Linked DNA regions of Mus musculus: all the other regions are linked to region 1. Evidence: chromatin contacts called from public Hi-C and promoter capture Hi-C data. All regions are on one chromosome and are shown on one strand. Each heading gives the region's core, a stretch centred on a gene start, on an enhancer-like site or on the middle of the called end of the contact. The rest is flanking DNA. Distances are from core to core; before and after follow the strand shown. Region 1 holds the start of Gfra2 (glial cell line derived neurotrophic factor family receptor alpha 2). Region 2 has its middle 38 kb from the start of Gm34998. Region 3 holds the start of Ccar2 (cell cycle activator and apoptosis regulator 2). Region 4 holds the start of 4930429C20Rik (RIKEN cDNA 4930429C20 gene).

Region 1 (8,000 bases), core at 4,115-6,614:
TCTTTAGTGAGAGCTCACTCTTTGCCATAGGGTGAGAAGGACCTGCTTTTTTCTGGTCTCAGATGTGAAGCTTGCTGGCTTATGTCATGACCTTTTGTGGACCATGATCTTTCTTAGCTACGTTGTGGACACTCTTAAAACCAAGGTGATCCGTTTTGAAGGAGGCTAGTTTTGGTCATGTCTTCCTTCCGATCTGGATTGGGCAGGTGTTTGTGTCTTGTGAGGCACTGTATCTCCATCAGAGGGTACATGGATTGAGGCTGCAGCTTCATCCTGCCCCCTCTCCCTCCAAGCAGGCAGGTTCTTCTTTCTCTAATGGGCTAGCCTGGAGCCTGAGGAGCTCGCTGGGCCAGGTGAGGTCACAGAGCAGTTCCTGGGTCTGGGGAAGAGGCTTAGTAGGGAGATCCCAGCTCTTGCAAAAGATCCTTCTTCTACCAGGAATGTGAAGCACAGAGAACACTGGCTGACATCAATTAGGGAAATCAATGCCCAGGAGTGCAGTATGCCTCTCTCTCTTCCTAGTCTGGTCTCCTTCACCCTGCTGTGAAGCTTTGCTCAGGCTGAGAGAACTGGAAGGTTTAGTTAACCCCAGGCTAGCACCTTTTTTTTTTTTTTTTTTTTTTTGGGCTGTGCCTTGGGATATTAGTTGAGATTCTGTCATCATTAGAGAGCAACAGGGGCTGGAAGAGAGCCGGGCAAACTCAGGGATAATCCAGGCACAGGACACAGGACAAAGAGCTGTTTTACCTGGACAGGTCCCTCCTAGCCTCACGCTCCAAGGATGAAGCCAGACAAGTCCAAAGTATAAATAACAAAAAAGGATTTTCATTCTCATGATTCTTTTTTTCCAGACAGGGCAGAGAGAAAAGGATTATCTCAGATGTCCTTAATGCAGGCACAGAATCTACAGACCCAGAGCTGCTGTCATTTTGTTTATTCATATGCTAACCCGGATTGACTAATGCAGGACCCTAGATCCTAGCTGCCTGACTTTATCCCACTCTGTATAGGACTTTGCATGAGTTAAGCCACGAGCCTGACCCATGGATTTATCATAAGAATTAACAGAGTGTTAAGTTGTATCGCGCCATCAAGTTAACTACTAATTTCTTTTTTTTTTTTCTTCCCACAACAGAGCCCACAAAATGAGAGCTGTTGTCTTTATTCCAGCCTGGCGATTCTTGGGTAGATGGGAATTCCCCTCCTCCCCTCCACCACAGTCCAAGCTGTTAGCAACATCCTGCTGATTCATCTTAGAGTACACTGTCTCTGACAGCCATCTCCTGTCCTTGCCCACTGCCATCTCCTGTTAGAGACCCTTATTACCTCAGGCCAAGACTGTCACAACTGCCTCCCAACTGGTCTCCATCTTCCATACACTTGTCATATCAGTATCACTAAAATTATGATGTCACCTACCTGCTCAGCCCTTTAGTGCCTCCCAGGGGGCTCAGGTCTAAAGCCTGGGGTATTTGGTCCTCTTCCATATCTGCCAATTGGATCTATTAGATCTCCTCCCACAGGGGCTTCTTCCACTTATGCCCTTGGTTCCTCTCAGTGACTGGGTGTCTCAGTTCTTCCTTATCACAGTAGTCTCCCACATAACCCCCATGTCCAAAATGTCCTTAGCCAAATCTGTTCGAGTCTCCAGAGGGAATTCCACTTCTGTGAACAGTGACATCCCTTTGGATAGCACTCCCAAAATCCAGTGACACTTTCTTTCCTCCCCTCACTGGGATCCTGGCTGCCTTTGGCTTGTTCCCTTTCTTGTCATAGAGGCATGACTAACTCCATCTCCACATGCTTCCCTGGTAGACAACCCAGGTCTATTCCCACAGCCTTTGGGACAGTTCTGAGAATGGATAAGGTAAGCTTGTTCTGGATGGCTGATGGTGAACATCCTGGCTTAGGCTTCTGTCCTGTGGAGTACCGTTCTGTGGTTCCTTGTGTGTCTTAGCATGATGGGGTGCTCTCTCTCTCTCTCTCTCTCTCTCTCTCTCTCTATATATATATATATATATATATACCTATATATCTCTATCTCTGTCTCTCTGTCTCTCTCTGTCTCTGTCTCTGTCTCTCTCTGTCTCTCTCTCTGTCTGTCTGTCTGTCTGTCTGTCTGTCTGTCTCTCTCTCTCTCTCTATATATATATATTTAAAGTAAAGTCTTGACTGGTTTTCCTCTGGAGGACAAGGGAGCCCCCTCTTCCTCATAGCAAATGAAGAGACTTTGGACTCTGTGTGATGGTTACTCTGTGCCTCCCCTTCCTCCTTGCTCTTGAGGGAACCTTCTCCACAAGACAAAGGAGAGAAGGCACAAAGTTTCATGTGCCCTCCCCCCACCCTCAATCGTTATGATGCTCTGATGCTCTGCTCCGTCTGTGTTCAGGGGGTGGGCCCTGTGTGAGCAGAGATGCAGCAAGGTGAGGTCCACGAGAGCAGAAAAGAACACAGGGTATCTTAGGTGTGAAAGTGCATCATGTCCCATCTCCCAAAGGGCACCACATTCCCCCATAACTTACTCTTACAAGAGCTTCTCCCATTTTCTAGAGAGCACTTTCTGCTTCCCTTGAAACCTCGCTATTGTCCAATCTCTGCTTCTCATTGCTCTTAGCTCCTGTAGCCTCCTGTAACCTCATTCACACTCTGGGCCCAGGAGGAAAGGGGTGAGCCAGGCATTCTGTCAGCAGCTTTGGGTGCAGTGTGCTGTCTAATCTCTACAAATCAGGTTTTAAGAAACATCCCCCATTTTCTGCATGAGCTAATTGAGGCCCAGAGAGATTAAATTAAATTGCCCTCTGCCTAGTAGGTTCTTCTCAGCAGATCTTGGCAAACAGACAGTGTGTGCCCTATCCATCGAACAGTAGCTTAGACTGACAGTTGGCAGAGGGTGGTGGATCTTGGTGCGGATAGGAGGGAAGAGGGTTCAAGGTAAATATGTCCCATAGTGTCAACAGGGGGTAGCGAATATTTCCCATTGTCCTTTGTGAGGCCTGGGTGGTCCTGAAGGCCTGAAGCATCACAAGTCACTCACCTCCTACTACCAGAATCCCCTGACTCTGTTCCCATGGGAACTCAGCAGAGCATATCCTTGGCTGTCTTCTATGGCTTTCTCAGCCCACTTAGCTTTTTTTTTTTTTTTTTCTCCCAGAACCCTCTCCCCCTAGTACTCAACTAAGGCTAACCGAAGGTAAGGTCTGAGTAATGGCGGGATTGCTTAGCATTAATTTTGAAGGAGAGGCCTTTAAGGGAGGTGGGGTAACACCTGGATCTACAGAAGGGCCAGGAAGTAGGTGAGTGAGTGGAAGAGGCTTAATATATTTAGTGGTGAAGCATCCAGCCTCTGGCTTCTGGGCTAAGAGTTTCTAGAGGTATATCTCACTGCTTTTCATCTTCTAACCTACATCAGATGTGTAAGTTCCCCAATGTTTGAAAAGAACCTAGGGGACTCTGGGAAGTAAAAAACAGCAGAGGGATGGAGGATTGACGAGAGAAGCCAACGCTCCCCTGCTGCTGCTTAGGCACTTTTCGTTGGAACTCTCCCCTACCCAGCTGTCACAGTGGTGTTATTTTTGGGTGTAGGGTCTAGGATCGTTGTCTCCCAATGGCCAGATGAAACGCCTGTTCTGTGCCTTCCCGCCTAAATCCACAAGATGGAAGTTGCTCCCTCTAGCTTTCCCACTAGCAGCTAAGGCTGCTGGTTTTGTGAGTGACCCCCTCTCTTCACACTAAACACACTACCACTTCCTTTATTCCACCGCCTTAATATTTAACAATGTATTTTAGAAGACACTCCCAAATAAGCTTGAGATGGTGACAGCTTTTTTTTTTTTTTTTTTTTTTTTTTTGGCAACGTGGAAAGTTGACGAAGCATCGCCTAAACCTGGCTCCGGGAGTCGCATGCAAGACATAGGAGTGCGAAATGCCAGGGCAGCCGAAGGTGTGTCAGAGAAAAGCGTGGAACTAGGGTGCCGGGTGTGCGTGGGCTGTATGATCCCGAGGGCGCTGAGACATGTGTACTGCCTGTCTGCCGCCCTGCCACCTCGGTCAGCAACCTCACTTCGCCTTCAACCCTTCTCCAGCCAGACGCTTCTTTTTTCGGGGCTTCTGGGCTTTTATTGTAAATTCTATGACTAAATTACGCCGGTGAGCTGGGGCCAAAGACAGATGGATAAATTGTCCCCCTTCCCGGCTTGGGGAGGAGTCTCCATCCGGAAGGGTCTCCACCCTCAGCTTCGGGAACCGGGAGTGGCCTTAGTTCCCCGACTAGCTCTAGGGAGTCCAGGAGATCTCTGTGTGCGGGGAGGGGGTGTGAAGCAGAGGCCTGAGTGTCCCTTGTTTTGGGGCTCCCCAGTAGGGTGGGGTGTCAACCCGGGCTGGATTTTTCCCGCGCAGTTCTGGCTGGTTCACTGGCCTTGGAGGAGGAAGTTGGGACCCCTAGACAATCTTCTCTCTGGTCCAGGGGAGGAGAGACCAACTGGGGAAGAGGTGTCTGGAATGGCTGCAGAGCTGGTGTGTGTGCCTGTGTGTTGGGGAGCGCGCGCGGGGTGGGGTGGCAAGCGAGTCACTAGTGTGCGGTAAAAGTTCTTGAGCTCTGCATGCAGAACACACGAATAGGAGCGCGGGGTTAGACCCAGGGAGATAGGGTTGGCCTACAAGGGCGTCTTTGGGTTCCCTAGTGCTTTTGGGAAGACTCTCAGAACGGCTCCCCACAAGGAATACATCAGCTTGCAGAGTGGTGCTCTCTTTTTCAGACCTGGACCACCACGCCTGGGTTTTTCTACTGCCCTGCCCCCATGCCTCTAGGATGGCTCCAGCACCCGGGCCTCAGTGTCTCCCTAACCTCGTTCAGGCTTCCGAAACCTCATGGCTCTGGGGGTCCAGTGCAGGGGCAGGAGCACTTGGAGAACGCAAGCCTTCACCTAGCCAGGATGAGACATTGCATGGAGAGGAGGGGGCGGGAGGCTTCGTTGGTTTGAGCGTGGACACTGGCCGGGGGATCTAGTCGGTTTTCCGGCCAAGGCAGCAGGCTGGTCCCAAGGGCGGGCAGTTGAGCCGAGGGAGCCAGCGGTGGAGCTCACCCCTAGGCCAGTGTTCCTGGGCGCCAGCGCCACTCCGGTGTAGCTTCCATCACCGCCGAGTCGCTACCACTGCTGCTGCAGAGTGTAGCTGCTCCGCCGCGCTCCCGCGCGCTGCGCCGCCAGCCGCCAGGGAGCCGGGGCGCTGAGCCCCGAGCAGAGGAGAGGGGCGAGGCGCGAGAGCCTAGGCGAGGAAGCCGCGAAGGGGGAGGGAGGGAGCAGGCGGGCGGAGGGAGGAGCAGGGAGAGAGGGAGTAGGGAGGGGAAGAGAGAGAGAGAGGGAGAGTGAGGGAGAGCGGAGATCGAGAGCAAAGAGCGAGAGCGAGGGAGAGGAGAGGAGAGGAGAGGAGAGGGAGAGAGGAAGGGAGGAAAGACACACGCAAGCACAGGCACACCGGCACTGGAATTCCATTAGAAAAAGTGAGCCGAAGCAAGGGATAGCGGGAGAAGATTTTTTTTTTTTTATTTTGAATCTTTTTCTTCGTCTTGGTGCCAAAGAAGCGACTCTGGTCTCCCGTCCTAGAAGCTCTACTGGATTGCTCCCATCCGTCGGTGGATTTCTTTCCTATTTGCATTTATTCTGACCCCCCTCCCTCGCTGCTTTCTTCCAGTCCTTCACTTTCAGATCGCCTCGCCCCCACCTCTCCAGTCCCCTCCTGGGAAGTGCAGGGGAATTGGACCCACGGGGACTCGCGCCTTCCCGGCCGCGAGAGCGAAGGGCTGGGCTGACCTCAGGACCAGGCTGTTGGCTTAGAAGGCAGCCAGACACATAGCTACGTGTGTTTGATTTCAGTGGCAAGGGGGGGACGTCGAGAGGCAGCCCACCGCCCGCCTCCCACCCCTCCCCCTCCAGCCAGCAGCGAGAATCCCTGGACTCGGGATCTTCAACCGGCGGCCGCCTGGCGGGATCTCCGCATTGGATTTGGGGGTCGTTATCATTGCTTGGCTGTTATTATTACCGTTGTTATTTTATTTTTATTTTTTAAACCTAAGGGAGAAAGACACATACACACAAAACTGTGGGATTTATTTAACATGATCTTGGCAAACGCCTTCTGCCTCTTCTTCTTTTTAGGTGAGTACCTGCAGGTGGCGAGTCTGGGGGTCACAAGGGGCTGCGCGCGTTCAGTCGCCCACTGGAAGCTGGGCATGCGGGGGTGGGCTTGGGGGCTGCAAGCAGGGCGCCGTGGGAGACACCGGGAGATCGCGCCAGGCTGGGAGCCCGGGCCTGGGGCTCCGGGGAGCCGAACTGCCTGGGAGGCTCTAGAGGAGGGAGCTGTGCAGCGGCTAGCTGGTTGCGCGGAGGACCGAGAAGGAGACTTCCAACATTCAAACCATCTCCGCACGCACTCCCGTGCCGCGCGCGCGCACACACCCCGACACACACTCTTACTTGCAGGCCGTGATAGCGCTCATTTCCCTCAAAATAATGGGTTCAATTTGCAACAACTTAGGAAGGAAAAAAATGCAACTGTTGGTGTGAATGAAAGGAAGGATGGGGAGAGGCTGGCGGGACGCTATCAAGCCTGCCCCTCCTTTCTGGAAGGCTCTCAGAGTCAGTGGGTTTCGGCAGGAGGTCTTGGTTTGGACGTTTGCGGGGAGTCCTTGTAGTCACCTCCTACTTGCCAATCAGTCTCAGGAACGCACCCTATCTCTCCACTCTCTGTAGCACTTTGCAAGTTTCTCCCTACCCACGGCCTCCCTTTCCAAGCCAGATGGGTAGGTGGAGCTCAGGCTTGCAAATGGGTGTTCAAGGCCTTCAAGAGCAACAACCCAGGGGCCTAGGGCATGTGACACGGGAAAGAGGAGGCCAAAGTTTGCTCCTTGGAAAGAAGATGGTGCGGGGGAATGCAGGAAAAGGGAGAAAACAGATCTTAACAAAGACCACTTACTGCTCACCCCATAAGCCCCCTCCCTCTGTGACAGGGAGGAGCGGCTGCCCAGTGGTTCTGAGCTCCAGCAGGCGCCTCCCCACCTCCCCTTATACTTTGTAAAATCTCAGCTGCTTGGGAAGCAAGGTCTAGGAATAGTTTACAGGTAAAGAAAAGATGCTTTCAAAGCTAAAGGCTATGTGTGGACCCAGGGTTCCCAGGCAAGGTTACTGGTAGGGAATTCTGGAAAATGTGTGTGTTTGTGTGTGTGTGTGTGTGTGTGTGTGTGTGTGTGACATCTGCTTTTAGTCCAGGTGCTGTTCTGCTTGTTGGTAGACCAGAATGAACTGGCTACCAAGCAGGGATCAAGAAATCACCTTTACCTTCAGCAGAAAAGGGCTCTGGATAGCCCAGACAGGGAGGTAGCCTTTGCTTATGGAAGATATGCATGGTCTAAGAAGTGCCCTCCAGATTGTAGGGGATTTGTAGTCAGGGTGAATAGATATTGGCTGTATCTTTGCTTGCTCACAGACTTTCTACCTCCCAGCTATGCATTCCCAGGGGACATAGCCCTGCCCTGGGGTGTGGCCTTCACCATACTTGCTTTCTCCACATGTCAGTAACCCTGTGGGTGGGAGGGACAGGGTAGGAGGGTAGAAGATGCTCTGGGCTCACTTTCATCCCTTTCCAGCAGCCTTGGGGGAAGTGAACTCTCATTCTGAATGAACTGTCACAAAATTTGACCTTATCTTCATTAATGGTCTGAAAACGTAGCTTTCTAGGGTCTTAGAATGATCAGAGCGAAGAAGAAAGCATTGCATTTCAGGTAAAAAGTGGCCAGATTGCCTGCTGTTGAGTTACACCCCTCCCTCATAAAGGATGCATGCTTCCAAGTATAGGGGCCCCCCTCTGAGGGGCAGTGGTATATGAGCACAATACCCTCCAGTATCAGACCCCATGTTGCACATTGGGTGATCCTAGCTGAGGAGTCAGTTCTCCTCAGATGTGGCAATGGGCGTCCTGCCCATAATGGGTGTGTACACGTATTTGCA
Region 2 (8,000 bases), core at 3,951-6,450, 920 kb after region 1:
TCCTAGGCGGAGAATAATTCTCCTTAAAGGGGACGGGGTTTCGCCATTCTCCCTCTTGCGCTCTTGCTCTGGCTCTTGCACTCTAGCGCTCTTGCGCTCTGGCTCCTAAAGATGTAAGCAATAGAGCTCTTGCTCTTGCACTCTTGCTCCTGAAGATGTAAGCAATAAAGTTTTGCCGCAGAAGATTCCGGTTTATTGCGTTCTTCCTGGCCGGTCGCGAACGCGTGTAAGAGATAAGAAGATTGCTATGTCTAGAAGAGAGTTGAAGTGAGGACAAAGAATAAACCCACCCTAAAATATGCATAGAAGAACCACTACCCACCCTGCTTCAGTTTCCTTATCCTACAGGGGGTTGGGAGTAAAAGGAGAGGGACAGCAAGGGCCACTTGGTTTCTTTTCCTCCTCTTAGTTACTTCATATCCTTAGCAGTCCATGGAAGAGTGAATTGTGTCTCTCACAACAATTATCCCACCGTGAAAATACACTTCTCAGCATGGCTGTAATGCTACAGTGACCCATGTCTATGGAAGGGACATACTGTGATGAGCAAGAGAAAGAAATAAGCACTGTAATACTTTAAACTTCACACCTACAGCTGGCTTCCTGGACAATAGGAATGAGTTGCCTCCTCACTTGGCCATCTGCCAGTACTGTCTCTAATCTCTATAGATCCCTTGTCCCTGTGTGTGAATGCCTCCTTCCCTCATGCTACCTTCAGACCTCTCGCATCCCATAATGTTTTTGGCAGTTCCACTTGGAGATCCTAGATCCATTTAGCCCTACTGGTTTTCCAACATGACCAAGTGAGCAAAAGGCCAAAGTGAAAAGTCTCTGGGCCTACATTTGGGCACCTGGGACTATGATATGCCACCTCGAATATGTTGCAGTCTGGCAGAGATATAATGTCTTCTTATCTGTGATGGGACAGTAAGCTGAAGGTTCCTCCTCAAGTGTATAGCAAGACTCACATTGGCCCACCAAGTATTGCAGGTGCCAGTCAGCACAGAATGTCACAGGATATGGATTTCATGGTAGAGGCACAACCTGGGTGTTTGCAGAGGGCTGTTTCTGGGGTCAAGGATGTCTGCGTTGGTTGAGTGGACAAGAATGATGACAATATCTCATGAAAAGGGAATATGAAAAAGGAAGAACAACACAAGAAGAAAAAATACAGGAAAAGGCAAGATGAAACAGATCAAGAGCAGAAGAATGTGAAGAGCGTGGCTTGATGTATAACTCGTGTAGAATCCGTGAGAAGAAAATGAACTGAGCCCCAGGGGACCTGGGGAGATAATAGGGCTTGCAAGCCATCAAGTCTGTCTTTCTTCAGCCTGTTTCTGAGGGAAATGATTAAAGATATCTTGGGATAAGCATGAAATCTACAACATCTTTCACTCTCCTGCTCTTGTATCTCATAAGAAACTCCCCTGTGGAGACTTCACTACCTGGCAGCCATGATGGCAAGAAGGAGACCTTTCTAAGCCTTTATATGAGCTTTGCTGTACACATGTGAAGGTTGATTGGATGAAGCAAGGTGGGTGGGAATGTTTTGGGTGCTATCATTTCATCTGGCTGTGGATGGAGGGGAGATAATTGCTATTCCATTGCTGTTTCGGTTGTGGAACTTTTTGTGGGGAATATTGAGGTCTCAAAAAAAAGTACCTCTAGCCTTCTCCTGCCAGAGTGTACCAACCTGCCTGCTAGTTGTCTTCCCTGTAGATGAAGGCATGAGAAAAGCCTGTGGCCATTTTGGCCATTGTGCACGTTGTCTGAGAGAGAATAGACTTTTCCACAAAGGAGCACTGAAAGCAATAGAAAAAAAAATCTACTCTGAAAATTAATGCCCAGTGAGTATGGACGAGGGAAGAAAAGCTCCAGTTTCATGCACCGAGATGTGTTTTCCAGGCTGGCTAAATGAAGCTGGCAGTATTAAAGGCATAAATCAGCCAGGAGGATGTCTAGGTTCTACGTGGGCAGGTCTGCTTATGAGGCAGAAACTGACTGGGAGTTGGATTTCTAAAGCAGAGCCAGAAATGTTCTACCCAGAGGATGGCTCCCCTAGAGGCTGCCTGATTTGTGATTTTGCTGGGTGGAGCTAAGAGAGGTCAGTGTAGTGTGACTTTTACCAAGCAGCTGTTGTTACAACAGCAGGCACCAATCTCCCATGGGAAGTGAGGGATTGTTTGGAATGAAGAGGATACAGGGCTGGTGTGGAATCCTGGATGACATTCAGGTTACCCCTCCTCTGTTTCCTGTCATGTGTCACCCATTACCGCCCTCCTGTCCTAGCATCTGTCCTTGATGCCAGAGGGTTCTGGCCATCCACTAGCTTAGAGCTTTTGGCTGTATCTGTGAATCCTATATCTGGTTTATCGGTCAGGAACAACTCATCCACCTCTGCTGCCTTCAAAAGCAGATGTGTGGGCTCAGCACCCTGCTACATTCTTCTCACCAATATTGATGAGATTCCTCCTAATGGGAATGGTTCCCTCTCCAGCCTTGGATGGTCCTGAAACCCCCATCTTTGTGTACTCTAGAAACAAGGTCAGAGGCTCTAGATGAATGACTCCATTCCTTGTCTTCTCTTGGGATTCTCAGGAGTCATGTCCATATCACTTCAGCTAGATTTTTCCCCAGCCTAATAGAATATCTAAAATTTTTTCTGCACTGAATGTCATATGCAAATTAGGCCTCAAGGTAAATTGCAATTTATATACAATAAATCATCTTCCCGTTGCTCTGGATTCCTCTTGTCAAGACAGCTCCTTTAGAAAGAGTCTGGCCTGCACAGTCCAGGGAATCGAGATTTGAGCTGTTTCTTTCTTGCTGTGTGATTTCAGCAAGTTATCCGATAGGTCTTATCTGAGTTTTAATGGAGAAGCTCAAGAAGGTAGTGGGCGGGGCAACGCACAGCTTGTGAGTAGCTGTTCTGCTCAGTGTTCTCCCTACTCATTGTTCCCCAAGCAATCTGCTGAAGGAAGTCATTCAGAGACATCCAGGCATATGGATAGGAAGGATTTGGGGACAACCCATACTGACACCTTGCCCTTCTTTAGACTGTCCCCTCCAAGAATGTCATGTGAGATCACAATAGGAAGATGACTATCCAGACACAAAGTACTGAACGGTGGGAGCTAACACCATCCAGCTTAGAGAGTAGGAAGTTGGCTGGCATGGACCAGAGGTAGGAACCTGCAAGTAGATTGTCAGTCCTCACTCTGATGCAGGCAAAACCCCTGACCTGGCTCCTAGACTGCATGAAAATGGGGTTTGGGGTCTAATGCAGAAAGAAATAGTGACTTTCAGGTCTGAGAACCATTGGCATGTATTCATTCTACCCTCATTTGCTTAAAAGTCCTCCCAAAGAACTGGATAAAGCAGTGAATCAAAGGACAGAAGCAAAGCCTGCCTTCTAGGAAGAAGAAAAAGAGGAAAACCAAGAAGTGAAATGCACACTGTGTAGGAGAAGGACCTGTGTTAGGCCGCACAGCAGGGTGGTGGGAGCAAGGAATGACATCAGGAAAGGGGAAAGGAGAAGAAGGTGGTGACTATGATCCAAGCAAAAGCTGTTTGGAAATGGCATATGAGCAGGCTGGGGAGAGGACCTGAACAATCTGCTCTTCCATCAGCAGAGCTGGTGGAAGGATCAAGGGAAAAAGGCACTTGGCTTCTGCCTTGTTGGGCCTCAGGCAGAGTGGAGGAGGTGCAAGTGCAGGGTAATTACACAGAGGAGATCTCTCACCTTTTCCTGATGCTGAGGCTATCTATTTTCAAGGCATGCTATAGGAAGACTTGCCTGACCCAAAGGTTTATGCGCTCTAGGTTTGTCTGGGTCCTGGTTCACTCATTTCATAGTAACCTACCTACTTACTTTCATGGGGCAGGACCTGTATAGGTGCCACATGGAGGGCTGCTGCTGAGAGGGCGTCATCACTCCAGCTACTCTTGCTCCTTGAAGTTGTGTGGAAAGTCACTTAGCTAGACCTTAAGTGCTAAGTTAACAAGTTCATAAAACTCAGGGTTGGACTCCCATGGAAGAAACTGGTTTGAGATCAAGTTCTCCCTCTCTTGTTCTCTCCCCTCAGGCATCCCCAAGCCCTGCTGCCCACCATCCCCACACCCGCAGACCTTCTTATGTAGCCTGGCCTTAATCTCACTGTGTCTGTCTCCAAGGCTGTTCTGGAATGGCTATTCTCCTTGTCTCTGCTTCCAGGGTGTCAGGATTACAGGTGCTTAATAATACATGGAGTCCAGTGTTCTGTTTAATCAACACTAAGGTTGATCTAAGCATAGACTTGTGTGTTGGGCAGGCGAATTGGATTTTCACAACATCAAAGAGAGAAGAGTGGAAACTGAATAGTTTCTTTCTACCCCAAACCCCAGCTTTTAGAAGCTGGACTGTGGTCTGTTCCAGTTGCCTAGGTGGATCCCATAGAGTGGCTTTTGTTTACAATATACCTGGCACTGGATGTGACTGGAGAAACCACTCAGTAGGCTCAGGCTGGTGATGGCTCCCTTAGCCCTGCCGTGGGCTTCTGGTTGGATCTTTCTGCCCTCAATCTAGTCGCCTGAAGACTTTATGGGGAAGCCTTTCTAGTTTACGAGACATGCCCCCACGATTTAATTACCTGCAGCAGGAATGAATACTCTATAAAGACTGGAATTTATATGCCTTATGTGGCTATAGGTCACCTTTGATGCAGTAACTGGTCCCATTCCTGTAGGAGAGTAGCTTCATTTTATTGGTTCCTCAAAAATTTATTCTCCTCCCTATCTATAGCAAGACAGGTTTACTTCTGAGTGCCTCTTGCTATTGTAGCTTATTGCTTACCTTTTGAATGTTTGTTTGCACATGTGTGACCATGCGTGCCTTTGGGTAACTAGGTTGAACGTAGGAAGTTAACTCCTGGATTTATTTACTAAAATGTTCTCTGATTTCCCATCCAATGCTTTGAGATGGTCCTGTCTTCCTCTGGATCGTCTTTGCTATCTTGTAGTTGTTATAGCTGACCCCAGGGGACATTCCCATTAAATGAGATGAGCTGAAAGTCCTTTCCAATTGTGCCTTATTTTTGGTGTCCCTTTTCTCAGCACTTCGCCTGTAAGTGACACCTGGCCTGGCTATTTTATTTTGAGCTGTTTGCTTTGACTCCCAGCGGAAGTTCTGGAGACGCGCGCCTCTCTTTCGGCTGTCTCCTTTAGCCTGTGTTCAGCCTCTGAGCTATAAGTACTGTCTCCATCCATCCATCAGCGCTGCTATCTGTCTCCCTATATCTATAGCAACAAACCCATTTCAGACGCCTCCTGCTTTTGTTCTCTTTGTTTTACAGCTCTACTTGTCGGAGAATTCTCTTTCCCCTCCATTTAACAGAAAGGCTTTCACATTAAAGGAACATTTTAACAGTGCAAACAAGAAATAGAAATCCAGTTCACTTCCCTCTGAGCGGCTCAGTGACTCCCACAGCCGTTCCTCAGCTCTCCTCGACATGGGGGACCAGGCTGGTGACACCCTCCCACCCCCCACTCCTGAAAGCCTCAATTACCTGTCCCCTCAACAGCCTGAGTGTCTGCCACCAACATACTGCCCCCTGGTTTTCCTCTCTAATTTTGTGACCCACCATCTCAGTGTCAGACACTATCCACCAAGCCTCCTCTTCTTCCTTATAGTGCTGCTGACAGATACATTCCAGTCAATCACTGGCGTCCATTGTGGAGAAAGGTGACTTTTCCTTCTCTAGAGTATGCCATGTGCGATAGTTGGTAGAAATGGTCAAACTAGCTGGATTATTAGCCTAGGATTGACAAAAGGCACCCATGTATGTGTGGATTTTAATTTTTTTTCAGAGAAGCCTAGCATGTGAGAGAGTGCTAGTGAAGAGAAATATTTTGTAGGGACAGAGAGCGCTTACCTGTGAAAACTGCCCAGGAGAAAAGAGATGAAGAAGAAAGATAGTCCACAGTTGTCCTTTTCCCTAGATAGGAAAAGTCATGCAGGTAGCCATTTTGGAACTCCAATAAATCCTCCTTAAAAATAATACATACGCCTCAGTATAGGGGAACGCCAGGGCCAAGAAGTGGGAGTGGGTGGGTAGGGGAGTGGGGTGGGAGGGTATGGGGGACTTATGAGATAGCACTGGAAATGTAAATGAAAAATATAAGTAATAAAAAAAGAAAAAAGTAATACACACACATATATTCCCCTCTCAGTTCTGTCCTTGTGAACCTTGCCTAATCACCAATTTTTCCTTTCGTACAGTTAAAAATTATCAAACTCCACCCTAGTTCCCCTTTCCTCTGGTTTAAAGAAAGCTTCTAGACACATACAATTCCTTATATCTTCTTTAGCCAGTGGATTTAGGGTATCTCTCCAACTTTCCACAAACAGCTTTGTCTATACTCCTGGTATTTCGTAGATAATGGTGTATACATGTAGCCCATTCTCCTGGGAGACTTGCAGGCATAGGGGAATTTCCAAGGTGAATGTCATCACATAGTGTGAGTGGGTAACAAGGTTTTCTATAGAGAGAATATACATTGGGAGATAGCGTGTGAGACTCGGAAAGCCAGAGGTATAGATTCACATGAGAGAGAGAGAGAGAGAGAGAGAGAGAGAGAGAGAGAGAGAGAGAGAGAGAGAGAGAGAGAGAGAGAGAGAGAGGAGAGAGAGAGAGAGCATGGGAAAGTAGACACTGGCCCTGGGGCTTTCAGAACAGTAGTTACTGCCTGGTGGGCACTGTCCTGATCTCTAAGCATCCTGTATCCTGTGTTCTTGCAGCACTCCACTGCTTGGGAGTGGTGATTACCAGCCTGCATGCCGGGTTCATCATTTATCTTAGTGATGTGAAATGGTCACTGGTCATCCAGAGGTGCTCATGAACACTGAGTCTAAAATGAAACCACAGATAGAAACCAGCAGGCTAGCGGACACCAGCAAGGAAAGGCAGCCTACCAGATCCTCACAGTCGGGGCGGTCATCCTTTGTGTCATTTCCCAGAGCTACCAGAATCTCTTACATAAAGGCTCGTTCTGGACTGACTAGTTTATCTGACTTCAGTGTGGGCCACTAAGCTACAGTTCAAAATGGTGGCCTGGATGCCTAGAGTTTGAGCATTTTCAGAGCATCCCTAGATGTGCTGATTTGCATGAACCCCAGGGTAAAATGTGTATGTTTGCATCAGATAGAAGGTATGAACTTGGAAAAGCAAAGATATTCCTGGTTTTAGTGGAGCTTCATCCCTGGGGAGGCAGGTCACCAATGCCCAAGTAAGAGTTGGGTACCTCTTGGGACAAACTGAGACTCTTGGGATGATACCTGCAGTGTAAGGAGAGGCAAAGAGGGCCATAGGACAAATGTCTATTTTCTGTTACACCCCAATATACTAACCTGACCTGCCTTGACTGTTTCTCTTCACTGAGCTGCAAAGGAAAAAAAAAATCCGTGTGTGAAGTTCAACCACTCTAGCAACTGCGTGCCATTGCTAAATAGATATTGTATAGTGATACTGTCTAGTGAGGAATATTGCCAGTGATATTGTCTAGTAAGCCTTTCCTCCAGGAGTTCTGAGCTCAGCCTCTGTCCCGAAGGCAGCCTTGTGGCCAAGAATCCTCAGCTTCACTTCAGGCAGTGCCAGGTGCAGGGTGTTCTGACAATATGCAATCTGTGCCACTGTGGAGGTACCAACTTGAGTGCAGGTTAGTCAAAGCCTCAGCTATATCTATGTTCTCACTGGTGGCGGTGAGACCTGGTGTTAGCATGATGTTTTAGCCCCCAAGGAATTGAAAGCATGCATAGTAGTGCTATTGAAGAAGGCAGAAACCCTAGGTACATGTCTGCACTGCAGAAATAGAAATGAGGGTTCTGTAAGGGAATATGTGACTTGTTCAAGGCTTTCCCATCAAAGACAAAGGAGAAGAGCCCTCTCCGTGTGCATAGCAGAACCTCTTCTCTCTCTCTCTCTCTCTCTCTCTCTCTCTCTCTCTCTCTCCCTCCCTCCCTCTCT
Region 3 (8,000 bases), core at 2,361-4,860, 740 kb before region 1:
GGGGCTGAAGCGCTGGCTCAGTGGGTAAAGTTGCTTGCATAAGGATCCCAGCATCCATGTCAAAGCTGACACAGTCTGTTGATCCCAGCCCTGGCAGGGGCAGGCAGGAGGATCTCTAGACCTTGCTGACCAGTCAACACAGCCGAAACGGCAAGCCCCAGTGAAACTCAACCTCTAATAAAAGCAAACAAAACCCAGCAGAGTACAACAGAAGACACTTAGCATCAACCCCCTGGCTCTGCACACACCTGGATACAAACTCATAAAACACATGCACATGTGCACACAAAGTCAAGACCAGAAAGCTAAAAAAATAAATAAATAAATAACCAATGAATGCATAAGCAAGGAAGGTCTGATGCCGCACACCTGTAAACCAGCACCTAGGAGGGAGGGAAGAGGACCAGAAGTTCAAGGTCATCCTTAGCTACATCCTGAGTTCAAGGCCAGCCTAAGCTACATAAGACTTGATTGAAAATAAAGTGTTTCAGCTGGGTAAGTGTGGGAACACACCAATAATCCCAGCACTAGGCAGGGAGGAGGCTCTCCATGAGGTCAGGCTGCGCTACAGTGAGACCCTGTCTCAAAAGAGCAAAACAACAAAAACTGTCAATGTGACATTTTGAAATATAAACTGTATTAAATCTCAGCTTTGCAGAAGTAGTGTATAAAGTTACTGTATTTGTTAAGTATGTTTCAATGTGTCTGTCTGCCTTTCAAAGAAAAGGGACTAGACTCTTGAGTGTCCACAGAAAAAGATATTAGTAGCAACAGGTATCAAAGGTGGCCCATGCCCCTAGAGGGAGATGTAAGGCCTGTTCATCCTCTTACCTTCGGCCCTGGTCCAGCCTTCCATGAGGACCCCGAGCAGGAAATCTGTTCAGGTGGCTCAGGTGAAGTGTGTGGGATGTCTGGAAGAGACTCAGAGCTGAAGAAAGGAAATGGCCGGTGACTCAAAAGCCCTAAAACCCCGTCCAGCTTCCTCCTCCTCTTCCTGTGTAGAGAAGTACCCCCTCTGTTCTAAGAGCATCTATATGAAAGGAACAAGTCCTTCCCTCCAGATTACCCCACCCTGCATGCCACCAGGACTCACGCTTCTGAGGGAAAAGGGGGGGAATTCGGTGAGGCTGAAAGATCAGCTGGGGCTGAGCTCCCAGGATCCCTTGCTTCTGGCCCAGAGCTGCCACGTGCAGAAGGGGAGGCGCTGGAGACTTCAGTAAGGGCTAGAGGAAAATAGCCGGCAAGTTTAGGGGATCCCCAGGTTGATACCATGAAGAGACATCTATCCCACCTCCTCAACAAAAAGGATTGTGCCCAAAAGTCAGACCACAAGACTTCCTCCTCTCCTCCCCATTGCAGAGGACATGCTAAGAAAAATACCTGGTTGGAGAGCGTCTGCACCTTGACAGCATTCCAGGGCACGGCCTGGCCTGGGTTGTATGCGGCCTTCACCAGCACCTTCTCCCCCAGCTGGGGCAGTCGACCCTTCACCACACTGCCAGCACACAAACCAGGAGGCCCCATCAGGAGGCACCCTGGACAAGTTATTCTGACTGCCCCCAGGAAGACCTTCTCCATCAAAATTTCTCATACCGTGCAGTAAGATAGCAAAGCAATGGCTTTAAAGAGGGGGCCCACCAGCACAGAGACAGAACTAAATGCAACAACCTTTCCGAGAACAGACTAGCCTCAAGCCTACCTTAGCTGAAAAAAGACTTCTTCATCTACCACCCCAAAGTAGTCATGCAAGCTGGTAACAATGCCTGTGAAGACTCGCTGCTTTTCCCCACTCTGCAAGAGAAGGATAGGTCAAAAGCAACAGGAAGTGACCTGAACAAAATCATGCTATGTCACTAGGGCCTCATCTCTAGCCACAGGGACTCGGCTCGTGGTATTACAGGAAAATTCACATGGGAAGAAAACCAGTGGGCACACAGCCTATCTGTGAAGAGGACAGACGCTAATACTTGACTTCATCCAAACCGCACCAAGACCTCTCTGGAGCCAGGTATTCAAGATTCCCCAACCTAAGAGTTGTCTGCGTTCCCCAACACTGGCCTACTACCAGGACAAAACCAAACCAACCAACCAAACAAAAAACCATTGTAACACAAGAAACAACACACAGCAGGCATCCAAACATACTAGGGTCGCCCCAAAGGGAAACTCGCTAGAAAGAGCACCCAACATACCTGAAGGTGCCTGGCATTTTGGGACAGGTCTGTGGCCACAGGAGGAGTAAGTAGACCAGGGGGAGGGCCCAAAAGAGATGTTGAAGCTGCGCCTATGGGGACAGAGAAGCAATCTCCAGGAATTGCACCTACTACCCGAAGCACTAGAAGATAGCCAGAGGATCTTATAAACCCAGAGGTCTAGGTGGCTCCAATCAGCTACTCAGACATTCAGAAAAACACCCAAGAGCCATAGTTTTTGAAACTGAGTCTCGAGCATGTTCTGAGTGTAACCAGTAAGGAGTTAAGCACCTGAGAAGTTGCGTCCCCCTGGAAGTGGGTTGATCCTCTGCCGCTTAAACTGGGACATTTGGAATACTGTCCTTTCAAGGTCTTGGGGGGAAACCTTCAATCAAAACAGAAAGAAGTTAGCAGCTCCAATGGAAAACTTCCATCTATTGGGGAGGGGGAGGGGGGATAGAAAATCTTAAGTAAAGCTTTTAAGGTGAAGAGGTGGGTCCTAAAATGGAAGAATGGAGAGGATGTAGAGGAGATGAAATTGGTAGTAACGTTACTCCAGTTTGTTCTCACAATAACCTAGTGGTGGGTGCTAGTGACATGCTGGTTTACAGACAAGGAAACTGGAGCTTTGAGATCCGGAGACTTGCCCAAGGCCACAAAACCAGGTAGTGACAGAGTGGGACTCACACCCAGGTCTCCCAACAACTTAGCACTCCTTTCACTATGTCACTGGCACCCCTTAGAGAAGCTGGAGGAGTGAGGGGCTGGAAGAGCTCCGGTGACATTCATTCATTCAAAAACATCCGCCAGAACACTCCACGCAGGGCCGGGGCAAAAAATAAAAATAAAAGGTGCGAGTAGCGGGTTGGTGATGCGGGCCCTCTCCCCGGAAGCCCGCCAGGCGTCTTTAGGACCCGCTGGTGGGAAGGGAGCTGTCCAGCCGGCCCTCGCCAAGCGGCCTGCACGCCGCTCCCTCCTCCTAGGTCCCGACCCTAGGCTCCGGCCTCCGCAGCCGCCTGCGCAGAGCTTTCCGGGCCGGGCCACCGAGAAGCCACCGTGGGAGGTTCACGGCGCGAGGTTTCTCCTCCTCCCGCCCGCCCCCAGGGCCGAGGCCGTTGCCAGGGCGACGGAGCTTGCAGTCCAGAGGGGCTCGGCTCTTTCCGCGACTGGCGCATCTTCGCCGTTCGGACCCCGCAGCCTCGCCACCCGAGAGAGACGGAGAGGCGGGGGCGCAGCAGGAGGCCCCCAACCCACCTGCGGGCCAGGGCCACGACACCAGGGGGACAAAGACACCCGGAACCACCGCAGCCGCCGCTGCCACCACCACCGGAAACGCCTCTCCGGAAGAGAGACCACTGGTCGGAAGCTGCCACTCTCCCGGATATGGTACCTCCCTCTTCTCCATCGACCTCTCCCTTCCCCCACACCAGCCTGCCATCCCGCTCCAACTGTGGAACGGAAGTGCGCCTTCCCAGATCCGATAATGCCTTCGGAAGCCGAGCTCGGTGGTGTCCTCTCTCAAGTGTCCCATCAGAAAAGTAAGCTCGAACCATTGGTTCCAGGTCTCAAAATGACTGGAACTGGACCCACTCCCACAAACACAAGGAAGGGGACTACCACTTACACACCCTGCTGTGCTCTACTAACCCCCAAGACTACAGCAACAAAAGAAGCAGGGCCTCCATTGGCTAGAGGAGGAGCGTGCCTACTGGGGGTCCATTTCCAGGGGATAGTCTTCTGACTAAAGCCAATGACCACCCCACCCCACCCCCATCCCTATTCCTGTCCTTTTCTTGACTGCACCATCAGCAAGGGGTAAGCATATCCGAAATCTATACCCAGACTCTCAAATATGAAACGTACACGATCTTAATGAAGTGGCTCTATCCAAAATCTTGCCAGAAATGTGGCTATTTTCACAACTATTAACAGTGAACACACACACACCTTCCTTTAACTTCTGGCCTCCCATCTCCCCACTCCTGTTTGCCTCCAGCATCACACCCTTCCCAGGTCATTTAACAGTCACAGCACACATTGAGAATGTTTAATGTTACTTCATCCTCCTAACAAGCTTATGAGGTAGGTAAGGTGGGTATCATGGTCCCAAGTAGGAAGCTGTGGCTCAGAAATTAAGAGACTTCGCTATGGTTAAACTCCAGGATAGAACACAGCATCTTAGAGTTGACCTTGCAAGTTATGTGTTGTTCCTCTCAATGTTCTTGACCTTCCCCCCATCCCTCATTCAGCCTTCAGGGGCTGTACTCCAGAGCCGTGACTCACTACAAAGGTACCCAAGGCAATGTTGTTCTTGGTCCTAGGGCTGCCGTCTCAGGTATGAGGAAGACATTAGAAGTCCACATTAGTAACTGTTCATTGTGGAATGAAGATCGGTGCCATCCTTCCAGTGACACCCCAAACACCAACCCTTTGGACGAATGATTCCATCAGATGGGGCAGACGGAAGTCCAACAAAGATTGCATAAACTTACATCTGCAACATGCTGACACACTCCCATACTAAACATGCTCTATGAGCACCTGATAAATAAGTCAATTCACATTGCCTAAGCCCAGAGATTTCTGATGAGGAGGAAGAGCCCTGGAAGAGTGCTGGAACTGCACTCAGGAACCTCTTGGGGATCCAGGGCTCCTTGCTTCGATGCTTAGAGATGGATTTGGCCTTCACCTTGAAGAGGAGCAAGCACCAATAGCTTTTCTTGGCAGTGCAGAGAAGCAGCAGTAAGCCAAAATGTGAGGGACTTCTTCCCAAGGTCACCAGGTACACCAAGAGGTCATACAGAAAGATTTTTTGCTCGTGGCTTCTTAACCACCAATGCTGGTATAAAGGTCTTCCGTTGGGAATGGCACGGAGTCCTGTCAGAGAGGTTTCTAAACTCCATCCTATAGAAAAGCAAAGGAAAGTTAGACAAGAAGAGAAAGAAAACAGACAAGAAGCTTTGCATACCTCCTGAGGAGAAGCTGCCAACCATGACAGACAGACTTCACCTACAGTAAAATACTTTGCCTGTGTGTCTACCTTACCAGCCCCTAAATTTCAGTGGTAAGGAGTGAGGGCTTGACACGTGAGGATGAACATGCCGCCCACAATCTGGTAGTGGCTTCGGGAAAGCCACTGTTCCCAATCTCATGTCATCTTCTGTCTCTTCACCAACAAATAGGGCATATTTTTGTTTAGTTGGGTTTTTTTTGGGGGGGTTGTTTTGTTTTGTTTTGTTTTTTTTCAAGTCAGGGTTTCTCTGTGTAGCCCTGGCTGCCCTGGAACTCACTCTGTAGACCAGGCTGGCCTCGAACTCAGAAATCTGCCTGCCTCTGCCTCCTGAGTGCTGGGATTAAAGGCGTGCGCCACCAAGCCCGGCCAAATGGGGCATCTTAACTACAAGACAGGACACTACCAACATCCTCGCCCAGCAGTCTCTCCCCACTGCCTAAATCTAAATCAGGCACAAGACTCACCTGGATCCAGAACCATCAGGGGGAACAGGAGGCTCAGGAAGTCGAGGGCTCCTCCAACGGAGCCGATTGAGCAGAACTTTGACCTTATCCCAGTGGGAGAGATCCTGCTGAACAGAGAATAAGGGCTCATCTTATTATAGTACATCTATATACTATACATCCCTAATGAAGCTACCAGGAACTTCACTGCCCAAGCAAATCACCTGCTCCAAACAGCAATCCTGTCATTTCCCTGTCATTGCACTTACACATTCCCATGTTCCCCCACCCTGCACCATTCTACTACCTGCTCCACATATATCCATCACTACCTTGGGTTCCTGGGAGGGTGGAAGGATGTGGGTTGGTTCCAGCAAGGCCTCTGGCAGCCTAGAGGGGCTGGTGACAAGCACCCCCACTTCTGGAAGTGAAGCTGCCTCTGCACCTTCTGAAAGAGAACTACATCATCTGGGGCCAGAAACAAGCAGGAAGCAGCCCCACTAAGCTACGGTTTAGGGGTCTGCTGATGGGACCCTGGGCAGGCACATAGGCAGCAGAATGCAGAGGAAGACACAGTTGCCCCTTACCTGGGTCCTTTGTCTGGCTTAGCTCCTCTCTGTGCTCCTGGACCCTATTGTCTGGGATATGTGATGATGAAAGAGCTGGAGCCAATACTTCCTCCTCAGGATCCTGAGGCAGGCAAGATGGAACAAGCAGAGACTCACTCGAAAGCTGAGGCTGTTCAGAAGGCATTCATGCTCCAGGGGTCCCACCCTCCCCCCACTTTCCTCCCTAACTGACCTGGCCACCTGCACCTGTACATCACTCACCCTAGAGGGTCTCTGGGTCTGCAGCTGCAGGTACAGCTGCTGGAGCCTCACCATCTGCTCCAGCACAAGGCACAGGTGTTCCAGATAGCGCAAGCCCTGACCTGGAAGGCAGGTACAGGCTGCAGACTCCATATTACCAACCTGTGGGACACGTTAAGGTAGGAAGACCTTCAGAGTCAGCCAAAACTCCCATTCTGGGTAGTCAGGCTGCACTGAGCCAACAAAATGGAACACAGCAGACAAGCCAAGAAAGACACACTTGGCTGGCTTCCCCAGTGGCCAGCTGAGCATGTCACCCATACCTGTCTGCCTCCTCTGTGGGGGTGGCTACATACTGCTGGGTGCGAAGTGAGACAGAAAGCAATGACACAACCATCAATTAGGGACAAGGGATGCCCCACCCCGAGAGAGCTCCAGGGAAAATGGGGGGAAGGGTCCCCATGAGCCACACCTCAGGGCTTTCTCCACCCCACCCCACCCTGCCCCACTCCACTGCACTTTAGCCAAGATGAATACTCGCCTCCTTTGCTTCTTCCAGACCAGCCTCTAGCTCAGTGTCTGCCTCCGTGGACTCCTGTTCTCCTGCAAAGATGGGCACTCCATCTACAGGCTTGTTCAGCAGTTGCAGGGGGCCACGCTGCGCAGACAAGCTGGGAAACTCTCGAGATCTCTCCAGCACCTCCTCCAGCTTCTGTCTGGCCAGCAGCCGGTCTAGCTGAGCAGGAGGCAGCTCAGGGCTCCCCATGGGCTCAAGGTTCAGAGAATCTTGAGAAAGTCCTGATAAGGTAGCCAAGGAGCTGTCCCCAACAACCATCTCCATGCCCGAGTCCTGGGAAGCCAGTTTCAGAAGTGGCATCTGTCTCTCCAGACCTCTCAGCTCATTCTGTCCCTCCCTGAAGTCCAGTGAACATTCGTGAGTGTTGTCTGGTATCCGTCTGTAGGTGCAAGTGACTCCTGGCACCACACAGCCTTGTGCCAGGTCCTCAAAGGCCCCATCTGTAAGGAGAATCCGTATCAAGCTGGGCAGGATGCCCTCAACGCCTCCAGCATTCCTAGCACTCAACAGCATTCCCTTGAGGAGGTGTGTCCTGTACCAGTGGTGAACAAAGACACAGGACAACCCCATCCCCACTGGGATAAAGTTCCAGCCTTGCTTGGAAGATGTATAGATAGGGTTCTTATAACAATTGTTGACAGCCAACAGAAACCTACACTTCCAGCATGTGGTAGGCAAAGTCCTTGCAAGTCATGACAAACAGCAATGCAGATAGCTTAAGAGACCCTTAACTAAGATTCACCTGAAACAATCAAGTCTAAGTGCCTCGGACTTCCTGGATATGGGAGGGAGAAAGAGCGAAGTGAAGGACGGGGCTACACAGTGCTATCTGGAGTCCCTGACACACCAGGAAGCAGAATGAGGTATCGCCTAGAGTTTATGAGGACACTGGTAAAAATGACAGCAACTGGGGCTGAGATGTGACCCTGTGAGAGCTTTCAGAGAGTGCACACACAGGGCACTGGG
Region 4 (8,000 bases), core at 3,410-5,909, 530 kb after region 1:
GTGGAACTCACAATTAAGAGACTTTGAGTTGTAAAAAGACTTTTGAATGCTAAAAGATATTGGACATTTTAGAGGGATTGAAAACTTATTATGTAAAGACTGTGGGACTTTTAAAGTTATTTAGATCATGGGGATGAATGAGAAAGTAAGGCTTAAGGCTTAATAGTGATCTGTTTATGCATCAAGTTGACAAGGGGTCAATTGTACTGGCTGGTTTTCTGTATCAACTTGACAGAAGCTAAAGTTATCACAAAGAGAGGAGTCTCCCTTGAGAAAATGCCTCCATGAGATCCAGCTATAAGGGATTTTCTTAGTGATCAAGGGTGGGAGGACTCATTGTGGGTGGTGTCATCTTTGGGTTGGTAGTCTTGGTTTCTATAAGAGGGCAGGCTGAGCAAGCCAGGGGAATTAAGCCAGTAAGTAATGTACCTCCATGGCCTCTGCATCAGCTCCTGTCTCCAAGTTTCTGCCCTGTGTGAATTCCTGTCCTGACTTCCTTTGGTGATGAACAGCAACGTGGAAGTGTAAGCTGAATAAACCCTATCCTCTACAACTTTCTTCTTGGTCATGATGTTTGTTCAGGAATAGAAATCCCGACTAAGACAGACACTAATGTGTACAACATGAATACACTGGATGAGAGGATGAATCATGTTCTAGACATTAAGAAAGAAGACCATTCAAGATTTTTATCATGCTATTTAGAAAAGCATGCAACTTAAAATTTATAGATTGCTTATTTTTGGACTTCTCCATAGAATACTTTTAGGATTTGGGTGATGAAATGTAACTGATGCCTCAGAAAGCAAACCAAGGAGAAGAATGCCCACATAACTTTCTGTGGTAGTGTAATCTCTCACTCTTGTCTTATACTCTCACAGTCCCCATTCTTGCCATGTCTTTTACACACTATTTTGTAAAATCTTTAAGTTCAACAGATGTGTAGATTTTTAGGGTTTACAGTGTGCTCTCTATTTGTTAAGAAACAAATGTTTAATCAAATTAGTTTGAGATTTAGTGATAAAATGAAGGCTGTTGTGAATATTCTGATATAGTAAGAGAAGTTAGAGAAAACGAATATTAAATTATATTTCGTTATTCCCCTTTAAACACTATTTTGTGTGTGTGTGTGTTTTAATATTACCTTGAAATTTAGGCAAATTCCTTGTGTAAGAAAGTCAGTAAGCACGAAAAATTGAAAAACAGCATGCCACTTCCTATTATCCACATCTGTTATCAGTATCTGGTTATTGAGACCTCAACCGTTATCTAGTCACCCTCAGGTGTGATTGTGTCATGAGCACAGAGAGTCTATAGAAGCACCAAAGGATCTCAGAAGGCTAATATACTCTCACATGATAGTGAACAACATCAATGCAGTCTACAATTACTTGGAACTCATAGGGCTCATGGTTCTGTGATTATTATCATTTTGGTGACAGTAATAACTACCATTTATTGCTGCTAACTTGGTACCAGCCTGCTGTGTGTATATGCTCTCTGGTTTTACTTTGATGACCATATGTAGACATGTGGACATGAGGAAACTAGTAGGCAGGGACAGATCTGTTCCCTCATTCAAATGGTGAAGCCCATGCTCTTCAACACATTAAACACCTGGCTTGACTCTTCATATCTTACCTTTTAAAAAGGTCTGAAGTATGAAACTCTCATTGTTTTTGTGTGTGTGTTTTAATATTACCTTGAAATTTAGATAAATTCCTTGTGTAAGAAAGTCAGTAAGCATGAAAAATTGAAAAACATTGTAAAGAGCAATGTGAGATGGAGGGAGCTATAGATATGTTAGAACTATGAAGTATGTTTCTCCCCCCACCCCCTAATAGTTCTTTCTTAAGCATGTATAAAGGTAGGATATTGGTACTAACAGGCTTGCTTACTGATGGAGTGTGGTTGCATGAAATTAACATGGCTCTGCATGTATGAAGACAACCCAGTAGCATGTAGGTACCATGCTTACCATATGTTTTTGTTTGCTTTTTGTTGCTGTGATAAAACACCACGACCAAAAGCCAGTTGGAGAAGAGAGAGTTTACTTGTCCTACAATTATGTCACAGTCCATCAATGAAAGAAGTGAGGCAGGAATTCAAGGCAGAAACCAGGAGGCAGGAACTGAAGCAGAAGGCATGGACGAATGCTGCTTACTGGCTGGTGCTCATGGATTGCTCAGACTGTTTTCTTATAGCATCTAGGTCTACTTGTCCAGGGGTGAAGTGACATTGCTCCCACTGTGTGCTGGGCTTTCATATACCAATCATTAATCAGGAAAAAATGCCCACAGTCTTGCTTTTAGGTGATCTGATGGTGGCATTCTCTCATTTTCTCACTTGAGGTTCTTCCTAGATAGCTCAAACTTGTGTCAAGTTGACCAAAATCCAACCAGGACACCATATGCTGAATGGTGACATGAGATCCACATGCTGGAAGATAGAATCCTTGGGATGTATGTAGTGTTGTATATACAGCTAGCATAGTGTAGCATTTTTTGAAGGAAGCATGCTTAGCCTGTATGTAATATGTCTGAAGTTAGCCTGGGTTGAGGAGTTAGTGGTGACATTATGTTAAATAATATGTAGAAGATAGACTTGACCTAGACCAGCCGTAAGACCTTAAGCATGTTGGTTAATTTTCCTGAGCTTTGTTTCTTTATCTGTCAATGTCGGATTGAGAGGGTCAAGTTAATGAGTATTAGGTAGGCATCCAGCTGAATGCTGAGAACTAACAAGTACTATTAAGGGTTTGCTGATATACACAGAGCTGGCTGGACTTCACTAAGCCCCTACAATTGTGCTAGGTTCTGGAGATGGAGTCATACAGCAGTCACTGTGTTTACCCTGGTAGATGGCAAACTGTTGTAATGAAATGAAGCTCAGAAGAACTGTGGAAGGCATTCAAAATGTAGTCTCTGAAGAAAGGCTCTCACTTGTTGTTATGCATGGAAAAAGAAGACTTTATCTGTGTGAAACAACAGCTTCTTCTCTCAGGCTTGCTTTTATCCATCCCCAAACTATTGTGCCTGTGATGTTAAAATTAGAGATTTATTAATTTGGGTCAAGCATTTCTGTTTTCCCAAGGGCTTGTATAAAAGTGCCAATTAGCTGAGAGGTTGCAATGGTTTGCTAATGATATTTTGATGGGTTCTTAGGTGGTAAGTCACGGGAACCCATAACCCGCTGAGATCAAGTCAGCGAGTCTAGAAGGTGTCTGGAAATGACCCTGGTTCCTTCTCAGGCTGGTGGTCCATCCATGCTATGCGCTCAGGGATGTGATAGACAAAGGTCTCCTGGGGCAAACTGTAGTCCCCCTTTCATGGAAAAGACAAAAAGGACAAGAAGGGGGTAGGCTGGTAGATTAGAGGAAGGGCAGTGGGCAAACATCCGTCTCTTAAACCTAACTGGACTGTTTTGTCTCGTCAGTGGCACTCCAATGTCCGCAATCGAAAGTACTTTGGAGTATGCAGGACCTAGGGCATCCTGAACCCATCTGCAATTAGGGCTTTGTTCATTCCTTAGGTGCTTTCTCTGAGCCCAGCACCCCATGTCTGTCCTCAGCCATGTGGCTAATGAGAGGCCTATTCAGCCCTCATTAGGAGATCAACTTGGTTTCTTCTGCTCTCAGAAGCTAATTATGTCTCTTTCATTAGTTCAATTTTGGCAATTAATGTACCTCCATATACGTAAGTGACTGTTTGTTTTTAGTCTAAGTGGCATGTGTGCAGCAGTCCTTCTCACATTTGCCTCTTTATCTCATAAAAAGGACCTCCTTCAGGTTCCAGTGTCAAGCCACAGAAACCAATGTGACAAATCTAATATCTGAATGGGATTTATAGTGTGAATACTAAGTAGCTCTAGAAATCAAAGAAAATTCCAATCACTGATATCCAGAAATGAGGAGGAGCTCTGGGCTGGGGACCACTTACACAATGAGGGACTCAATCCTGCATTTGAGTGTCACAGCGCACTGTGGCTCCATATTGGTGAAGTCTACAACTCAATGGCCTTATCAAGAGCTCAGATTACAGTCCAGTAATATATCTCAGAGGAAAATTTGAACTCCGATCACCTACATGCATGTCTTGACAAACAAGTTCCCCTGACTGCAAAACAAACAAAAATTAAATATTTTAGTAAAATAATTTAATCTGCCATCTCAACATTGACTATCTTAATATTTTATTCTACCCTTTTCTTATTCTCCTTATTCCCCTATCTTATCCCTCAGGGTTTTAAGATACTAAGGTATTCCAAATGTGTGGTGTGCAGATAGACACCCCGTAGCTGTGATGGAAGGGGTCTCTTTGCTTCCCCCTTTCCTCCTTTCTTTTCTCTTTTCCCTCCTTCCCTTCCTTCTCTCAGCCCTCCCTTTCCATTCCCTGCCCTCCCCTCTCTCCTCCTCTCCTCTCCTCTCCTCTCCTCTCCTCTCCTCTCCTCTCCTCTCCTCTCCTCTCCTCTCCTCTCCTCTCCTCTCCTCTCCTCTCTCTCCTTATTAAGTATCTCATGGGAGGGAAGCTTTCCTAGTAGCCTCCTAGTGTCTTCTGTTTCCTTGGTTACAACTGTACTGAATCACTGAGAACTGTTGTGACATATAGGGCAATTAAGGCTAAGCAAAGGGCCTGGAAACCTCTTCTGAAAAGAGCCATCAGATATGTGAGTAAACTCGGGGTGTCTAGGAAGTGAAAAGGGGGCAGTTGCCTCTGTTTTGCCACAGCCATATGCAGAGAGTGAGTAGAAGGCCTTCCTAACATGGAAAGGCCATGTGAGAATGTCAAATGTATAGGTTGCCCACTCAAATTGCAAAGCAGTGGTAAAATTCACACTCAAATGGCTACATATGTATGGCATAGGAGTGACCACCAGGGATGAAGTTTTGGGAAAAACATCATGGTGGGTGCCCAGATCAAACTGGATTGTTAGTGAGACTACTGCTAGGGTAAATCTATGTGACATTGGCTGCAATGAAGATGATCTTTTTTCTTTTGAGATGAACCTGAACGTTGGATTCCTGTATTGTCAGTCAGTCAGGAGCCAGTATGGGTACCTGGTTTCAGAAGATGCCAGACAACTGGAGGAAAGAGAAAGGTGATTTACCTAACAGTGGAAGGAAGAACTTGGTGCAAAAGAAAATCAACTGAAGATTGGGATTGTTGGTTGGGAACAGCACTGTCTCTAGGTATCTGAAAGATGAACAAGAGATGATTAGACTCATTCTGCTTAGAGATGAAAGACCAAATAAAGACCCATATGTAGAAATCCATAGGAGGAGATGCTAATTCAGCAGGAAAAAAGTCCCTTAACTTTACATAGCTGTTCCCAGTTCATATAGCTTCTATACCCAATATATTAACCTAAGACAGGAATTTATACCTTCCTGCTCACATGGGGTGTTGATGTTCTAAGAAACATGCTGACTTGCTGCCTATTATCCAGCTCAGCATTTGGTTAAATCTTTGTGTTATGTCATGAGAAGCATGCATTTAGATAATGTTAGTGAGACTGACTGGGAGGTTGGACAGTGCCCAGTAATTTGTATATTTCCTTGAATTATCTTGGGTTTCTTCTCTGTGTATGTACAGACATATAGGAACATTGCTCATGTTTCCACACATAGAGAATGTTTCCTTCTGTACAGTATTCCTGGCAGCTGTGAGTGGAGACATAATTAAACCACCATCTATTTTTGGCTTGCACATACGTGTCAAACCAGCCCATATAGGAACCAAGATTGGGCCTTTCCTCTCCCTATACATGGCTTTGGGTATGATCCAGCTTGGGTAACAGGATGCTGATTGTGACTGTGGCTGTTGACATGCATGGAGTTCTGGTTCACTGCACACACAGCCTGTATGGATCTTATTTAGATGCATCATTTTTCATTATGATGACTTTTGCTGTCTGACTTAGGACTTGGCAGGTCCTGCAGAACTTCAAAATCAACCCTACTGGAGGGTGCTTGGTCACTTTGTGTCCTATGACCAAGCATTCACTCTATCGGGCCCAGTGTTATTCCAGGAACAATTTTCTTTTCTTTTCTTTTCTTTTTCTTTTTTTTTTTTTTTTTGCTATTTTTTAAAATTTTTAATTAGATATTTTCTTTACTTGCATTTCCAATGCTATCCCAAAACTCCCCCATACCCTCCCTCCCCCACTCCTCTACCCACCCACTCCCACTTCTTGGCCCTGGCGTTCCCCTGTACTGAGGCATATAAAGTTTGCAAGACCAATGGGCCTCATTTTTCACTGATGGCCGATTAGGCCATTTTCTAGCAAGATTTTGCTGAAAGGACCCTGATATAGCTGTCTCCTGTGAGGCTATACCGGGGACTAGCAAACACAGAAGTGGATGCTCACAGTCAGCTATTGGATGGATTACAGGGCCCCCAATGGAGGGGCTAGAGAAAGTACCCAAGGAGATAAAGGGGCCTGTAACCCTATAGGTGGAACAACAATATGAACTAACCAGGAACAATTTTCTTAAAAGATGCATAATCCTTGACTGTAGTTGGCATAACCTTGGTCTAGAATCCCAGGATCATATGATTTGTCCTCTGTTCTTCCTCCACACTCCATCTTGCATTTTCCTCCATCATAGATATTTCCAGCACCACATGATCTTCCAGGTTGCAGGATCCAAATAGTAAGACTACACTGTAGTTTGTTAGTGCAGTAGAGCTCCTTCCTTCTGCTATTCAAAGCTGATGAACACACATTTCCCATATTTTTATTACCTGATTTCTCTAAATTTAGGTGTAATGGGGTATCTAATTAGCATTGCATTTAGTATCTCTGACTAGCAATACCAGACTCAGACCTGGATCAATAATCCTCAAAATGCTTTTCTTGAATCCTTCTCTCAGTATCCTGTCACAGATCAACTTGGGGAAAAATTAAGGAATTCAGTATAATTCAAACCTGCTATAGCACTGAAAGGCCCTTCCTTCCCATCAATGTGTATTGAACCTGAATATGGGCACAGGTTGTATTACCAAACAAGGGAAAGCAAGTAGATAGGGTGAGCACCCTTCATCCTCCACTGCTGCTGCTTGGAGTATTGCTGATAAGCCACATCTTGGCTTATCTCTTTTTTCCCTCACACTCTGGTTTGTAAACCTTCCCTTGTTATTCCCCCAAGGACTTTTTTTTTGCCTGGCCTCTAGGTCATTCTGCAAGCCCTGATTTCCTGCCTCCCCTGGCTTCAGCTTTAGCCTATCTAGTGTCTTTGCTTGTCTTTGCTTCTTCATCCCTCCTATTTCTCAGACAACTCAGGCATTTCTATATCACCAGTGTTGGCTTTCTTTTGGAGGATGAGGTGGTTTCTAAGAGATTCTCTTACTTCATAGGCCAGTAGAAAGCTTTCCCAATTCCCTAGGATGTTTTATAACAAGGAAGCCTCAATTGGTTTATTATTCCTCTTGTAGTAGGGGCCTCTTGATCAAGCATCTTTATAATCCAGTACTAGTTCTAAATGCCTAGCCCTAACTCAAATTGGCTAATTCTTAGATATCTCTGTGGTAGACCAGAGTCATTTTCCTTCTTTATTACTCAGATTAATCCTAGTTATCAACCTTGTTTTCAAGAAAGGAAGTAAAGTTTGCTCTTGTGGGGGGGGGGGGTACCTGCTGCCTTTTAGAATGTCTCCATCTTTTATTTACTATCATAACAAAAATTCTAGCTCCTTCCAGGGAAGCATGAGTCTTTGCAACCAGCTCTCAGAGCTAAGCAGAGCTGGCAGAGCTAACATGCTAAGAGTCATTTACCCAAACATCCCCATCTTATGTTCCTGGGACACAAAATTTTCCTCACCAGAGCTTTGATATTAATGTAACAGATCCACCTTTTATGAATAGTCTAATGATTGATGAAACATACTACTACACAGTAGAAGGGCATCTTGGCAAGTTTATATTTTAGCCATTGAAAATGTAAGGGCATCTTGCTTAGTTTGCTTACTTAGCCTTGAGTTTCTTGGATCTCATTATCCCTTC

The links. Promoter capture Hi-C pulls out the DNA fragments that hold promoters and counts their contacts. Hi-C and Micro-C count contacts between places; a contact is called where the count stands out from the background.
Region 2: a Hi-C map of nephron progenitors shows a contact between it and region 1, with 4 times the contacts expected there. The contact joins the enhancer-like site here to the promoter of Gfra2 in region 1. A contact is called at or near these places in 3 of 39 promoter capture datasets (hippocampal neurons, liver and stem cell-derived epiblast-like cells), 2 of 484 Hi-C or Micro-C datasets (both in nephron progenitors), 4 of 115 datasets of contacts at active chromatin or transcription factors (embryonic forebrain, embryonic hindbrain, forebrain and 1 more) and 1 of 9 other capture datasets (embryonic stem cells).
Region 3: a contact with region 1 is called in a promoter capture Hi-C map of pre-B cells, with 2.4 times the contacts expected there. The contact joins the promoter of Ccar2 here to the promoter of Gfra2 in region 1.
Region 4: a contact with region 1 is called in a promoter capture Hi-C map of hippocampal neurons, with 8 times the contacts expected there. The contact joins the promoter of 4930429C20Rik here to the promoter of Gfra2 in region 1. A contact is called at or near these places in 13 of 39 promoter capture datasets (the 3T3-L1 cell line, the HPC-7 cell line, cranial neural crest and 9 more), 1 of 484 Hi-C or Micro-C datasets (embryonic stem cells), 7 of 115 datasets of contacts at active chromatin or transcription factors (embryonic forebrain, embryonic hindbrain, embryonic stem cells and 4 more) and 3 of 9 other capture datasets (adipose tissue, embryonic stem cells and liver).

The regions. Positions count from the first base shown.
Region 1 is chr14:70,884,743-70,892,742 of GRCm38.p6, forward strand. Gfra2 (glial cell line derived neurotrophic factor family receptor alpha 2) reads left to right here and starts at 5,365. Exons shown (of 9, transcript NM_008115.3): 1 at 5,365-6,152. The coding sequence starts at 6,113.
Region 2 is chr14:71,803,776-71,811,775 of GRCm38.p6, forward strand. No RefSeq gene overlaps it. Among named protein-coding and RNA genes, the nearest start is that of Gm34998, 38 kb to the left of the region's middle. Within about 2 kb of position 5,201, at least 11 of the 459 cell types and tissues checked have an H3K27ac peak or open chromatin away from gene starts, as enhancers often do. A contact at or near this core is called in nephron progenitors, where this site is marked.
Region 3 is chr14:70,150,181-70,158,180 of GRCm38.p6, forward strand. It overlaps Ccar2 (cell cycle activator and apoptosis regulator 2), which reads right to left and starts at 3,611. Exons shown (of 21, transcript NM_146055.3): 1 at 3,447-3,611; 2 at 2,484-2,577; 3 at 2,193-2,284; 4 at 1,700-1,791; 5 at 1,381-1,495; 6 at 1,094-1,223; 7 at 832-928. The coding sequence starts at 2,541. It overlaps 9930012K11Rik (RIKEN cDNA 9930012K11 gene), which reads right to left. Exons shown (of 7, transcript NM_001112735.1): 2 at 6,999-7,474; 3 at 6,479-6,619; 4 at 6,236-6,338; 5 at 5,981-6,096; 6 at 5,670-5,773; 7 at 4,225-5,096. The coding sequence ends at 4,988.
Region 4 is chr14:71,416,353-71,424,352 of GRCm38.p6, forward strand. 4930429C20Rik (RIKEN cDNA 4930429C20 gene) reads left to right here and starts at 4,660. Exons shown (of 2, transcript NR_166771.1): 1 at 4,660-4,902; 2 at 5,000-5,272. Gm41203 (a long non-coding RNA gene) reads right to left here and starts at 4,115. Exons shown (of 2, transcript XR_874811.1): 1 at 3,939-4,115; 2 at 2,035-3,035.